Regions from separate parts of the Mus musculus genome. Here all the other regions are linked to region 1. The links are chromatin contacts, called in public promoter capture Hi-C maps. All regions are on one chromosome and are shown on one strand. Each heading gives the region's core, a stretch centred on a gene start, on an enhancer-like site or on the middle of the called end of the contact. The rest is flanking DNA. Distances are from core to core; before and after follow the strand shown.

The links. Promoter capture Hi-C pulls out the DNA fragments that hold promoters and counts their contacts.
Region 2: a promoter capture Hi-C map of pre-B cells shows a contact between it and region 1. The contact joins the promoter of Ppp1r12a here to the promoter of Slc25a3 in region 1.
Region 3: a promoter capture Hi-C map of pre-B cells shows a contact between it and region 1. The contact joins the promoter of Mettl25 here to the promoter of Slc25a3 in region 1. A contact is called at or near these places in 1 of 39 promoter capture datasets (pre-B cells) and 1 of 484 Hi-C or Micro-C datasets (CD4 T cells).

What each region holds. Positions count from the first base shown.
Region 1 is chr10:91,121,409-91,126,382 of GRCm38.p6, forward strand. Slc25a3 (solute carrier family 25 (mitochondrial carrier, phosphate carrier), member 3) reads right to left here and starts at 2,559. Exons shown (of 8, transcript NM_133668.4): 1 at 2,508-2,559; 2 at 2,150-2,298; 3 at 514-635. The coding sequence starts at 2,294.
Region 2 is chr10:108,159,108-108,164,081 of GRCm38.p6, forward strand. It overlaps Ppp1r12a (protein phosphatase 1, regulatory subunit 12A), which reads left to right and starts at 2,991. Exons shown (of 25, transcript NM_001368736.1): 1 at 2,991-3,529. The coding sequence starts at 3,293. It overlaps Gm40754 (a long non-coding RNA gene), which reads right to left and starts at 1,330. Exons shown (of 4, transcript XR_872014.2): 1 at 1-1,330.
Region 3 is chr10:105,839,381-105,844,354 of GRCm38.p6, forward strand. Mettl25 (methyltransferase like 25) reads right to left here and starts at 2,000. Exons shown (of 12, transcript NM_207522.2): 1 at 1,696-2,000. The coding sequence starts at 1,939. Ccdc59 (coiled-coil domain containing 59) reads left to right here and starts at 2,099. Exons shown (of 4, transcript NM_025602.3): 1 at 2,099-2,275; 2 at 3,162-3,468. The coding sequence starts at 2,122.

The sequences.
Region 1 (4,974 bases), core at 1,309-3,808:
CATGTGATGCACAAACATACATGCAGGCAAAGCACCCTTACACATGAAGTAGAAATCTTTTGAAAACTAAACAAAGCTAGAAATGTAGCTCAGTGGTAGAGGGCACTCCTAGCACACATACTAAGACCTTGATTCCAGCATAATTCCTATGTAACAATAATAAGAAATGAGACCATCGATTTGAGAGAGTGGGAGGTGGAGGTATGGGAGGGGTTGTTGGGAGCAAAGGGATAAGAAGTAATATAATTGTACTTTAGTTTAAAACAACTTTGCATTAGTAAGGTAAATCACATACACAAGACACAGCGGGTCAGTATCAGACACTTGCCTGTCAAACCTGTCAACCTGAGTGCTATGCTTGGGTTCCCTATGGTTTAAGTAAAGAACTCCCAAAAGTGGTCTATTTATTTCCACACCTACCCACCCACATAACATATATAACTTACATAATCAAAATGTTATCATAGCAAATAATAAAATATAAATAAAACCACTCATGCCAACAATACAAACCTGCATGCGGCACTTTACTAAGTCCAGGGGAACAACAGCAGTGTGTGTCAGCCCACAACTTAAGACCCCACCAAAGCCACACAGTGCATAATACTTCATGGAGCCAAATTCACAACTGTACTCTGTAATAAGACAAGACACACCGTGCATTTTAATATGGACTCGTATTAGTGTGCATCAACTTACCTCCTGGGCAATTAGGTTTCCACACAGCTTGTTAGTAGCAGTCTATATCTTACAACTCACGTTTCAACAGAACGTTTTAGTCCAGCATGCAACACAAACCTGCATTCTGCATTTAATGAGATCTAGAGGAACCAATGCTGTATGTGTTGTGCCACAGCTAATAATTCCTCCGAGGCCACAGAGGAGAAAGAATCTGCCAGATCCATATTCACAGCTATACTGCTCTGTTTGATTGAAGAAAAAAGATCAATTATTTCTTCAGAGACTAAGGAAGTCGAGGGGAAGGAAAAAAAAAAACTATTTCCTTTTGGTATAGTACTATCACTAGTATGCAGCTTTAGCCACCAGCCACAACTAGGTAGAAAGATGAGTTCTCATATAATGTAAATGACATGAAAGTCACTGTCAAATCAGATCACTAAAATTATTAGTATCTGTGAGATACTATTTTCTAAAACTTCCTGCATTGGTAATTTCAACTAAAGGCAGTTACTAAGAGCACCCTCCAAGGACAGCCCAAAATCAAAAAGAGCACTTAACATGTGCAAAGCTTGCTAACTTTAACGTTTGCTCCAGCTATTAACCAACTACTCACTTATGAACTAAGTAAGTCATACCTAGTTCCTGCAGTCAAAAACATACAAAGATTTGCTTTAGCTTTTGAAATCAGAGGAAAACGATAGGAGATAGTGAAAAGGAGTTTTCTAATCACGTTTAAGACGCATGAAGCACATGAATGACTGGGGTGTGGGTGGGGACTTCTGTTTTACACACACAATGTAGGTAACGTTTCTCTTGAGGCCTATAATTCAGCTTTCGGGTTTCTCTTGTACTTATGTTCCACTAGGATTTAAAACATACAGTTATTGAGTCACCCAGCTCAAATCCCAAAAACATAAACTCAAAGGAATGCACACCTCATATAATCTGCAAGTCACCTCCTTCACCAACCAGTAGCACAAAAGGAAGAGATTCCCAACCCCATTACCTCATATACAATTAAATGAAAAGATAAAACTTGGGAAAGGAGATCAAAGGAGAGTTTTCCAGGTAATTTTTAAAAAGGCAAGTCAAATAAACGTTATGGAGTTGCAACTGTGTCTGGCTAGTGGTTAAAAAGAGATTTTACCCAGTATACTTGGCTGACCAAGCGGGCTCACGGGGGAAGATAAAGAAGTTGGTTACCACCTCTCTGCCTCTACTCCCTTCGGGACACGGAGGTCACTGAGTGGCGCTGGGCCTGGGCCCTTCCACGCCCTTGAGGGAGGGCCAAGGATCCGACAGCGGCCTAGGGTGTCAGAGTTGCCATCCCAGGGTCAGCGAGAGACCGGTCCTCGGGTCCAGGGCTGAAGCGTCCTTCCCCGACCTCCAGTTCCTGCCCAGGACTCGGGAGGCAGAGCAGGGGGGCAGCATGTAACCAGCGCTCCCACAGGGCAGGGTGCGACCTCACCTTCCACGGCGGCGGCGGCCAGGTGGCGGGAACGCCGGGGCGGAGCTGGGGGACTGCGGGGACCCGACAGGCCATCGTGCACCAGCTGCAGGTGTGGCGCGTTGAAGGGGTTCGCCCGCGCCAGGTGCGCTACGGACGAGAACATCCTCCTGCGGGGGAGACAGAGGGCGGAGGTGAGAGAGACCCGGCGCCGGGCAATGTCACCGGAGCCCCGCGAGACATGCCCGGCTCTGCGCCCTTGAGGAGGTCACAGCTTCTTCCCCAGGGACGCCAAGCCCGGCCGGGCCCACGGCCAAGGCGGCGGCCACAAGGGACTCAAGGCTCCGCGCCGCGGCGAGGCCCGGTCGCGCTCACTTGCCTAAGATGGCGAACACCCAACCGCTCGCTGGGCAAGGTTGCGGCTCACAGAGGCCGAATGTCCTCCCGGCCCGAAGATCCGTGCCCTTCGCGCGGCGTCACCGTGACGCACGCAGAGCGTCACTGCGCCACGCGCCTCTCATTTGCGGAGAGGAGCGCAGAACCTGGACGTCATCGCGTCCTCCTAGCAACCCTATCCCCGCCCACGTCCAACCCCAGCCCTTCCGGCCCTGCTAGTGCGCAGGAGGATTCCTACTGCGCAGGCGCAGATCCAAAGCGCCCTCCTCCCCCACTCCCCTTTTTTTTTTAAAGTGTAGTCTTGGCCTTGGACGGGCAGGTGACCTACTCACTCTGTCCCTTCACCTTCCGGTGTTTTCTCCTTGGCGCCAGGAATTTTTACATGTCTTTAAGTGATTGCGGGCATAAACTTTTAAAGACATGAATGCTTAAGTGATACGTTATTCAGGTATGGAAGCTAGGATATCACTACAAGATCTTTGATCGGAATTCCTGCCATCATCGGACTTTTCAGAAAAAAATTCCATCACACTGACTTTTGACATAGGCATGTCTAAATTTTCCACCAAGTTCTGGTGGAAAGGATATACAGGAAGAACTCATACAATACATAAAACTGCTTCTGCCTCACAGAATGTCCATGGCCCCTGAGAACAGTCAGTCAAGGCTTCGTTCCTGGAGGCACAGGCATGCGCTGACATGAAAGTAACCGATGAACTGTGTGCGTGTAAGACAGGACTGTGTGTACTTCAGACATTTACAAGATCATCATCACTCTGATGTCAACAAGCGGGGGCCAAGTTCCACGAGGGAGAGTTTAGAAGCAATCAAACCTGTTGTAATTCTTGCGTTTAACATTTTCCTGGGACGTTTATCTCATCTTTATTAAGCCTTTTTATCTAACCCAAGACACCACTAGAGCTGGCTCCTGTATTGACTATTGTAGTTATACTAAGTCTACCTCTGCAGTCAGTGCTCTGCTGTGTCCTTTAAAAATTCTTAACATTTACAAACAAAAGACATTTTCATTCATTTTGCCCTAGGTCCTTCAAATTATGTAATTGGTCCTGGATAGAAGAAATACTTTTAGAGTTTATGAAACATCAAGAAGATGTAAAAAAAAAAAAAATGTTTACAAAACATCTTTCAGAGGTCTGGTACTTGATTCCTAGTACCCACCTTGATTCTAGCTCCAGGGGATCTGACACCATCTTCTGGCCTCTATAGGCACCTGCACTCATGCACACACACACACACACACACAGACCACCACCACCACCACCACCACCACCACCACCATTTTTTAAAAAACCTTTAAAGATGAAATTTATAAAACATTTTTCATAAAAAACTGAAGAGGTTTAAATTAGCCATATTTCTGCTGCTATGATAAAACATCATTTTGGCTTACACCTCCAGAGGGATAAGAGTCCATCATGGTGGGGAGGCATGACAGCAAACAGCAGACATGCCAGTAGGCCCCCAGGTACATAATGCTTCCAGCAATGCCACAAACCTCCCCCAAAGGGCTCTACCAAGGGACCTAGTACCAGGGACTAACTACAGGGGCATTTCTCATTCAAACCATCTCAGGGCTAGAGACATAGCCTGGTGATACAAGGGGCAGTGAGTTCAATTCCCAGCACCAAAATAGGAAAAGGATGTGAGCATTGAGATAACTCAGAGAAAGGTGCCTGTACCAAGTCTACGAAGCCAAACTGCATTCCCCAGGCCCATAGAATCCCAAAAGTCATTGTCTGATCTCTATGTGTCTGCCATGGTTCACATACACCTACCACACACACACAAAATAAATTTCTAAAATACGTTTTTAAAATACTATCTAGGCAAAATATTAAAACTCTCATTTCTCAAAGTATTATTTATTATTATTGTGTTTGTGCGTACACACACGTACACACACACACACACACACACACACACACGTGTACATATAGAGGTTAAGAAACAGCTTCCAGGGCTGGTGAGATGGCTCAGTGGGTAAGAGCACCTGACTGCTCTTCCAAAGGTCCAGAGTTCAAATCCCAGCAACCACATGGTGGCTCACAACCATCCTTAACGAGATCTGACTCCCTCTTCTGGAGTGTCTGAAGACAGCTACAATGTACTTACATATAATAAATAAATCTTTAAAAAAAAAAAAAAAAAGAAACAGCTTCCAGTTGAATTTCTCCCTCTACCATATGGATCCTGGGGATAAAACTTCGGCATGTACTGCTTGGTGGCAAATACCTTCACTTGCTGAGTCATTTTAACAACCTCCTAAACTTCTCCATATAACATGCTAACACCTAAAATTATAGGTGGGTATATATTAAGGAAAAGTTGGACCTTATAAGTAAGGCCCAACCACACATATAAAAATTTCAAGTCTGAGGAAGATACACATAGAAAACACAGATGAGCCGGGCAGTGGTAGCGCATGCCTT
Region 2 (4,974 bases), core at 1,741-4,240, about 17 Mb after region 1:
AGATCCTCCTGGTGCTTCCAGGTGTGGGGGAGCGGGTGTAGTCGGTTCACGGAAATGGAAGTGACTACGTGCAGTGTGCTAAGGTTAGGCCTTTGGGATAGAGCCTGATGTGGCATAAACCTTCACCTGAGGCCAGGCGGTGGTGGCGCAGCCTTTAGTCTCAGCATTGGGAGGCGGGGGCAGGCGGATTTCTGAGTTCGAGGCCTGCTTGGTCTACACAGTGAGTTCCAGGACAGCCAGGGCTATACAGAGAAACCCTGTCTTGAAGAAAACCTTGACCTGGAAAGTTAGAAGACAGCTAATCATCCTAGAGGAGTACAAGGCATCTCTGGCTGAGGAGAGAGACTGACCTTGTTCAGAGGCAAAAGATTTGAGATGCCATGACCCAGAGCTACAGATGAGTCCAAAGCAAGCTCAGATGGTTCACTGTTGAATCTGGCCAATTCTTTCACCATCAGTGGGACTAAATATTTTATATTAGCCCACTGTAAACATTTATTCAGGTTCTAAAACACACGTGCTTCCACCTTAAGAGTCCATCTGCCTTAAAGGAACTAAAATCCCCGCACTCTAACTTACATACAAGTCATTAGGAAATGGACATATTTGTATTTCTTCAACTTCGGCTTAGACCACTCAGTAATTAACATAATATGAAATGGTGGCTTTCTATATGTTCTAATAAAGTGTTGTGCTTATTTCTGAATGAACTATAGATCTTTCATGTTATGTTATATATATATACATAATTCTAAAAAGACAGAGCTGGTACAGGTGGCAACAGGAAGAGCTGTCTGACCTTAACAGTTATGGAGAATAAAAAGCTAAATTCAAATGAAGTCTGGACAAGCTAACAGCCCAAGGTTTGAGGTTTCTATTTTGTTTTTAATTGATAGCTTTTGGGAATTGGAATTAACTATGTTTTGTTAATGAACTATTGTCTTGTTTTTGTATTATTTTTATGTCCTGAAAGAAGTGCTTGAGTTAGAAATGGCATATCTCCCACTGCAGTCCTCTTGCCCAAATGAAAATGTGAAATTCCAATGAATGTGTATTTCAAGAGCACTTTTAATAGCAAATAAATAGACAGAATGTTCTCAGAAAACAAGGAAAAGTCAGTTTTCTCTAGGTAGATAGGAGAGCTGGTAAGAGTATACTCAATTCTTTTCTTTGATTGGGAGGGCCATATTCTGTGCATAGGGATTTTATAGTTTCACGTTAAGAAAATTCATGACCCTGCTCCATGGTGGTAGCACACAGATTTAATCCCAGCACTTGGGAGGCAGAGGCAGGCCAATTTCTGAGTTTGAAGTCTACAAAGTGGGTTCCAGGACAGCCAGATCTACATGGAGAAACCGTATCTGGAAAAGAAAGAGAGAGAGAGAGAGAAAGAGAGAGAGAGAGAGAGAGAGAGAGAGAGAGAGAGAGAGAGAGAAGAAGAAGAGGAGGAGGAGGAGGAGGAGGAGGAGGAGGAGGAGGAGGAGGAGGAGGAGGAGGAGGAGGAGGAGGAGGAGGAGGAAGAAGAAGAAGAAGAAGAAGAAGAAGAAGAAGAAGAAGAAGAAGAAGAAGAAGAAGAAGATGATGATGATGATTCAGTACCAAACACCACTGTTCTCATTGTTGTGCAGAGGTCTAGTGGTATGATCCTCAATACATTTTATGAAGATATAGATGTATTTCATGTGTGGCACACTCGTTTTGTGTTTCAAGGAAGTAGTTTTATCTTAGCTTGGATTTTATTACTATTCCTAACATTGAAATTCAGAATATTCAGTTCTATAAGGTGGTTCCCCCAGCATATTTTACTCAGTTATTCTAATCTACCAGAAAGGCAACATGCTGAAGAGTAAGAAAATAACTTTTCACTGCTGTATTCCCAGCACTGGGAGGCGGTTAGGGGCAAGGCAACTATTTTCTTTGGGGGTGGGGGGGTTCACAGTCTACAGGATTCCCAAAAAGGACCAGTGGTAGGGTTTTATGACATTATAGATCTAAAGTGTATGGGACGGGAGAGTGTTTAGAAAAGGCAAAGCTAAAATCTCCTTATGATGTTCTTTGCAACACAAGAATTTAAGAAATGGGCTCAAATAAATCGTATTTACTGTATTTTCAGAGCCTAGGAAGTCACGACTTTTTAGACATGTACTGGATAAATATCAGTCGAAGTAACTGCCTTCGTCCACATTCCTTTTGAATTCTAGACGCAGCCGGGTCTTTACTCCATAGAAAGCAATGGAGCTGAAACCGTAAATCCCTTAAAAGGTCAGGAGCAGTTAACAAGGCTGAACTAGCCCTCATGGGCAGTGCCACCCAGGCCGAAAAGCGATGGAGGAAGAAGAAATCAAAACAGGCTTAAAGACGGGGGAAAAACAAAACAACAATACTGAGCAAGCCTAAGAGGAAAGACATTTCTGCAGTGGGTGTTTGCAGGAAGCCACTGCAATTAACCGCAGGTCACCATCCCCTGCCAGTAGGCGATCACCTCGGTCAATGCCACCGGGGCCGTGGAGACGACTCCGACCCCACTTTTAAAACGCTCTCATCAGGATCGCCCGGGTTTCCCCCCGAGTTCCTCGGGAAGAGCAACCCCCACAAGCACCTAATGCACGACCCGTGTCCTCTCCATTCAAATCACGCAGCCAATAGGAAAACCCTCCGCCCCGGGCAGACGCCTCGCGCGGCCCGCCGAGCCCGGGAGGAGGCAGGCAGGTCAGCCCGGTCCCGCCTCGCCGCCCGACCCGGCTGCCTCTAGAGCTCTCGGTCCCGCCGGACGAGACAACCTTCCTTCCCGGCCTCCTCCCTTCCAGGAGCGGCCCAGCCCCCGGCTGCCAGAGCCACACCCGCTTCCCTCCGGTAGCGCCCCCGCCAGCGCTCGGCCCCCGAGCTCTTCCTGGGCCGGGCCGAAGCCGAGGCCCAGGCCGAGGCGGGAGCGCGCATGCGCACTGGGCCGCAGGGCGCCTCCCCGGCCGCGATCTCGCGAAGTTACGCTCAGCCGGGCCGCGGCTGACGGACTGACGGGCGGGCGGCCGTGCCGGGGGCGGGAGGGCGTCTGTGGTAGGAAGAGAGGCCCGCTCGGCCGGGCTCGCCCCAGTGCTCTGTGGGATACTGGAAGTCTCGAGCGTCTCCTCCCCGGCTCGCGGCTCCGCTCCGCTCCGGCCCCTCTCTCTCTCTCTCTCTCTCTTTCTGTCGCCGACGCGGTCGCATACTCCCCCCGGCGGCGTCCCCTCGCCGCCGCCGCCCCCTTCCCCCCCGCCCCAGCTCGCGATAAGAGGAGCCGGCGGCTGGAGAGGGGATGAAGATGGCGGACGCGAAGCAGAAGCGGAACGAGCAGCTGAAGCGCTGGATCGGCTCCGAGACGGACCTCGAGCCGCCCGTGGTGAAGCGCCAGAAGACCAAGGTGAAGTTCGACGATGGCGCCGTCTTCCTCGCCGCCTGCTCCAGCGGCGACACGGACGAGGTCCTCAAGCTGCTGCACCGCGGCGCCGACATCAATTACGCCAATGTGGACGGACTCACCGCCCTGCACCAGGTCTGTGTGCCCGGCGTCCCCTCATCCGGACCCCGGAACCCCGGGGCCCGCTGTGGTGCTCGCGCCCGGGGCCGGGGCTGAGGCCGGGGGGTGGCGGGAGACTCCCTGCTTGCGGGTGAGGGGGCGGCTCCGTCGCGGGAGGCTGGCTGGGGCGCGGGGCTCCGGGCCCCCCTCCAGAGCCGCTCGCCCGCAGCCTGTGCAGTTTGGGGGGGGACCCGGCCGATGTTCCTGGGCGCGGGGCAGAATGGACTGTGGTCCTCTTGGGGGCCTCCAGGGCCATTTGTGGACATGTGTCTGGGTCTGGTAGTCTGGGTCAAGCCGAGCCGGAGAGTAATGGGTTGTGCCGAGGCCCGGTGTCAGTGATAGACCGTGGGGCGGGGAGGGTTGTTGAAAAAAAAAAATCCACTAACAGGGACTCTTGGGGCAGATGGAGCCCACTGGCCTGGAGGTGGGCATTGGTGTTGGTGTACATTTTTAGGACTTGATTACAAATGAGGATGATGATATTAGTGATCCCGAACCCTTAAAGCCCGAACCCTTAAAGCCGGGTGCCCCGAGCGAACGATTTCCTGTTTTCTCCTTTATTACTCTTGGTCACTGGGGAGGGGGAAACGGGGTGTAATTAGCTAATCCGGAGTGGCTGAAAGAGAGGGGATTGGTAGTGAATCTGATAAGGGAAGTCTTCCCGAGTGGGCTTGCCCACCTCGTAACTGGAGTCTATGGGTTCCTGTACTCGAAGTTGGTCGCAGTCACAGATCCCTGAGTCCTGGCTCCTGGAGTGCACACCGGGGCTAGGGAAGATGGGAATAAACACTGTGTACTCCTCAAAGACAGTTGCCAAACTTTATTATTATTATTTTTTTATTTTTTGGTGGTGGTGGTGGGGAGGGGGAGAGAAAAAAAAAAAACCAAAGCTAATCACAACCTTTTCTCAAAATGGATGCTTTGTGCATGTTAAAGTTTTATAGTAGTCCGATTGGGATCTCTCAATGTTAGCCAAATAAGGAGAAACTATTGGCAATCCAGAGATAATGTTGCTTTGCCTTTAACAAGCCAAAAGCAACAGAACCCTTAGAGTTCTGCTTGAAAAGCAAGTTTAAAGTGCTGGTAATAGATGCCACGACAGATTCTTTCTATTTTCATATTAAGAAACTTGGAATTACTAGGAAATTTACAGTGAAAAAGAATTTTCCCGCTCCCCTCAGACTCCTCTTGGTTGTGTGGGAGAGCATAGCTCTATTTTGAATAATAGTGTGGTTAAAAACAGAGGTTGAAACCTAAGGCTCCGCACTTTGTACCTAAACTTTATTATTTTGTGCCTGTTAACTTTATACCTTTTAAAAAGACATGGTATGGAGGCATTTTCCTTTTATTGTTTCCTGCTTTAATAAGTGATGACCATTTAAAGTTTTATTTAATCAAATTCACATATCAAGCTTGGCGTA
Region 3 (4,974 bases), core at 750-3,249, about 15 Mb after region 1:
TCTGAGTCTCAGCAGCTCACCCGAGGCCTAACGGCAGAGTCTCGTCACGCAGCCTGAGGATCAAGACGTAGGCCCTCAGTGCTGGAGAGATGGCTCAGCGGTTAAGAGCTCTTCCACAAGTTCTGAGTTCAACTCCCAGTCCCCACATGGTGACTCACAAGCATCTATAATGGGGTCCAAGCCCTCTTCTGGTGTGTCTGAAGACAGCTACAGTGTAATCAGGAAAAGAAAAAAAAAATCTTAAAGAAAAAAGAAAAGATGTAAGGCCCTTATTTAGCTCCTTCTCCAGCCATGTCTGCCTGCATCGCACCATGCTGTCTCTTCACAGAACTAGATGACAAAATCCGAAGGACTGCTTCCAATAAGTCAGCTCAAAAAACAGCTGGGAATTCATAAAACTCAAAAAGTTATCACGTCCAGAGTCTAGTCTCTGAATTGGTACTCAGACTTTTGCACACACACACACACACACACACAGAGGAAACAGGAAAAAAAAACTTTTAGCAAAAGCAAACTGCAGAACATACAATAGGCACCAATGAATCAAGCTATTAGTATATATAAGGTAATAGCCCATCAGGAAGAGACAAAGTTAAACAAAGGTTTGCTCTGCACTTAAAAGTTTTGTTTTCTTGTATTTTCTTCGTTTTTTTTTTCTTTTTGAAAGCCAACAAGAGTCACTTTTTTTCAACAAATATTTTATAGAGTACTTAATGTATGCCAAATAGTTTCCCACACGTTGGAATCCTGGTTAAGGCAAATACGGTTCCTGCTTTCTACAAGTTTATGTACCAGGTTATCAACGCAGAATACTATGGGAGCAAACTGAAAGGGTGTCTAACTTTCCAACAACCAGGAACTATTGCCCAAGAACCAATGTGTCTTAAGTTCTACCATTATAACCCCCCCCCCTCCATGGCCCCTACCTCCGCCCCCGGGGCACTTTGCATTTACAGGCTGCTTCAGTGATTAAGTAAGTTCACTAATGCTGACAACATCTGGAACACCTGGAAGCAAAGCACAAGCAATTCCAGTAGCTGCTACTGTTCCTGTTCCTCTATTTCCAGAATAGAATCTAAGTTGGTAGAATCTAAGTTTCTTGCGGGTATCAAACTCCAGAGCCTAGAAAACACCAGGGTGCATAACTGATATTGAAAATACAGTTTTCTTCTTCTTCTTCTTCTTTTTTTCCCCGAGACTGGGTTTCTCTGTGTAGACCAGGCAGGCCTCGAACTCAGAAATCTGCCTGCCTCCGCTTCCGCCTCCCAAGTGCTGGGAATTAAAGGTGTGTTTTCAAATTAACTAGCGAGCACTCAAAGCTTTCACTATCACCATCCTAATCCACGATACCTTGTGCCGAGTAGGAACTGGCTCTTATTGGTCCCCCAAGTCCACTTCTACTTTGTATTGATCATCACACAGCCTTTAGATGTTTTCAAAACTAAATTGTTGAATCAATAAATGAAGGAACGCCTCTTCCCCGGGTTGACTACTTTAAGTTGTGGAACTTGACCAACACCCAGATTAGAACCCAGAGGGGACCCCGCCCGTCTCCATCCATCCTCGCTATTCAGCTCCCTCCAATTCATCTCCTAGGTAACAGCATCCTTCAAGTCCCTGCCACTTCCGCCGAGTTCCACCAGGGGGCGCGCTGACAGCCCCCGCCCCGCCCGCCCCGCCCGCCCCGCCAGTCACCTGATCCCGTCTCTGCCTCGCGCGGCTCGGCCTCCACCGCCGACTCCCTCAGCGCCGCCAGCACGCTCTCAGGGGGCAGGTCGACCAGCTCCTGCCAGACCGACTTGGTGTAGAAGTCCACCGTGTGCGCGCTGGAAATGGCCAGGGCGCCCCTGAGGAAGCTCAGCAAGCCCTGTAACTTGTCGTGCAGCGTGGGCAGGTCCGGGGTCCTGGGCAGAGGGCAGGCCGCCGCCATGACGCTCATCCTCCGGGGCTGCAGGTGGCGCCAACATGGCCGCGCGACCCCTCTCTTCCCCGCCGGAAGCGGCTCAGGCTGAGGCAGTCGAGCTCCGAGCACGCGCCGGGTTGGGCGATTGATTGCTTCCGCCTCGTGACGTGTTAGGTCGGCGTCCACTGGCGTTCCAGGAACTCCCACCGTGGAAAAAGATGGCGCCTTCGCGGCCGTCTTCCAAGTGGCGGACCGGAGGGTTTGCGGCGCGTGGGGAAGGGATCTCTCAGGTCAGATTCGGAAACCAGAATGGGAAGCGCAGGACTTGGCGGCCGAACCCCCAGCAAGCCTTCCGGGGGAGCGTGCGCAAGGGTAAGGAGGGACAGCCGTGGAGGAGCGCTCGGGCCCGCCGAAGTCGAGGGAGTAGGATGGGATCCGGCTTGAGATCGGGGAAGCCGTTCCTAAGCTCGCCAAGTCCGAGAGCTTCTCAGTCCTTTGACTGAGAACCGGACGGTGCGGTCAGCTTCAGTGATTTAACGCAGATCTCAGGTCTAAGCGAAGACACGGGGCGTCTAGAGGTGCGCTTGGCTAAGAAGCACCCAGACATACTTGCATCTCTACTACAGCAAGTATGTAATATAGATACAATATTACATTAAAATACTCTGCCCCAAAGCTTTGATAACCAAAAGACACCACAGTAGCCCTCCAGTCTCATACTGCTGCCTTCCTTAGATTCGATTCGATGTCTTGTCTTTGAAGGCCTCTCGTTGCATGTCAGATGCTTAAGTGGTTTTTGTTCGATCTAAGAATAATCGACAGGTGTTCAGAAAGTTGTACAGTACCTCCCCCTTTTGTTTTGTGTTGTGTTTTGGAAAATAAGTGATTAGTAAGATCCTCCAAGGGAAAAATACTAGACTACTCTACTTTATTTATTAAGTGTTTACTGAAGACCCAAGTGAGATTGTATGTGGATTAAATAAAATGTAATTTGTGGATATGAGTCTAAATTCAAGGTGAGCAGTAAAGTTTAGTTTACTGTACTTAGAGTTTTTAATGTGATGTCTGACAACTCGCTGTTACCCTTATATTTAGGTAAAGGGCCACCTTGCTCTTCAGTGTACCATTAAATGGTTGCCTAACCTTATCTTTAAAGCAAAGCCAAGTAATTCTCTCATTTGAATATAAAGTAAAAGAAAAAAATATTTAGTTTTCATTTTCTGTTAAAGTAATTGTAACTGAAATCCTTCAATGTTAGGACAAGGTTTTGCATTTCGGAGAAAACTGAAGATCCAGCAAAATTACAAGAAATTGCTGTGGAAGGTGAAGGAGGCACCAGCGTCACAGGAGTCCCAGTTCACAGATCGTTACCCAGAGCACCTGAAACACCTCTATCTGGCCGAAGAGGAAAGACTCAGAAAACAGCAAAGAAAGGCTGGCCTGGCTTTGTCAGAAGAACAGGTTGACCGGCCTTTGCCTGAAGAGGAGGGCAGCACTGAGCAGACTTCCTCTGAAGAACCGCCAGGTGGTCACCAGCCACAGCCAGAAGAGCTGAACACAGGAAGGTAAGCACCTCCGTCTTCAGAAATTCCTCACTTTAAATGTAAAGAATGTTTTACTGACGACACAGGGAAAAATTTGTAAGAATCAGGATTTTTCTTAGCACTTTTTTCAAGTCATGTAATGGTATTTCATGGAGTCTCCCCACTTAGTGTTAAATGACTGAAAGAGGCTAGTTGAGCAGAGATGTCGAAAATAGGAAATGAGAATTAAGAGATCTGAGTTTTGAATTGCAGCCTCTCAAGAACATGTAATATAATTGGACCGTAATTAAGCGCAGTATTAATGTGTGCATCTTAATTTGGGGGTGGGGGACTATGTTTGATGTTGTAGATCTGGAAGCCCAACATTTAGGAACCTGAGTCCAGACAATTCCCAGTCCCAGGCCAGCATGGGCAACATAACCAGATACTAGAAAAACAATGCAGATGTGTAGCCATTGCCACTTTGGCTTATAAAGCCAGACTTTCCATAGTGGTATACCAGTGTCCACTATGATAGAAAGGATAGTATAAAATGATTTGAGAGCCACGGTGGACACCATCTTTTATAGCCTCATCCTGGATCATCTTCTCAGTCAATGATGTCCCTAAAGCATTACATTTCATGACATTTTATCATGTTCATTTATATCAAGTATTCTAAAACATGCCTGGTGTTTGGTAACTTTATGACTGCTAACTGCTGTTGTCTGTATTCTCATTTGCATTTTCTACAAAGGGTCCAGGAAATAGGTTGCGGTTAATGAAAACCAAGCAAGGGATGGTTTTATATGCCTGTAATCTTCTCAGAAGGCTGAAGCAGGAAGATTGCTGGTCATTCAAAGCTAGCTTGTGGTTCATAGTAAGATGCCATCCTATAAAACAACAAACATATTTAACACATGGACTTCTTCCTGAATGATTGCTGGCTTACCCCTGATAATCCCTGCACACAGGAGGCTTAACTCAGGAGGCCCCAATAGTGAGAGGCTAAGCTGAGGTAGATGGTGAGTTTCAGACCAGCTTACACTATTTTACCTTAAAACAAAACCCTGCTTACCCCTTGATTTTATTAGAGGTAGTTTGTAAGACTGTTACTACATATAATTCAAGCAAAACTGCCTTAACGTGCACAGCAAGGCATTACTTCAGATCTTAACTTTTTTTTTTTTTTAAACCAAAATGTTGTCTTTCAAAGCTAGGGCAAGGATTGCACGCACAAATCATATGCAGAATCAAGCCAGGTCAAATCCCATCATGGACTGGGGAGAGAGTTACAAAGTCCCATATGGAGCTTAGGAGAGTTTGGCAATTGATGGCTGGGGCGGGCGAGTCTGCCACGTCAGACAGCCCATGCCCCAGTAGGTGGCTCCACACCCATGCACGTGCACATGTTGGCATCAGGAAGCAGACTCGTTTTTTAAAAAGTACAAAAGATGCACATGAAGCTAGGAGGGGGAAGTGCAGAGAAGTAAGGGATGGGATGGAATTGAGGAAGAAGAAAAGGTGGGTAGGTTTGACCAATAATAC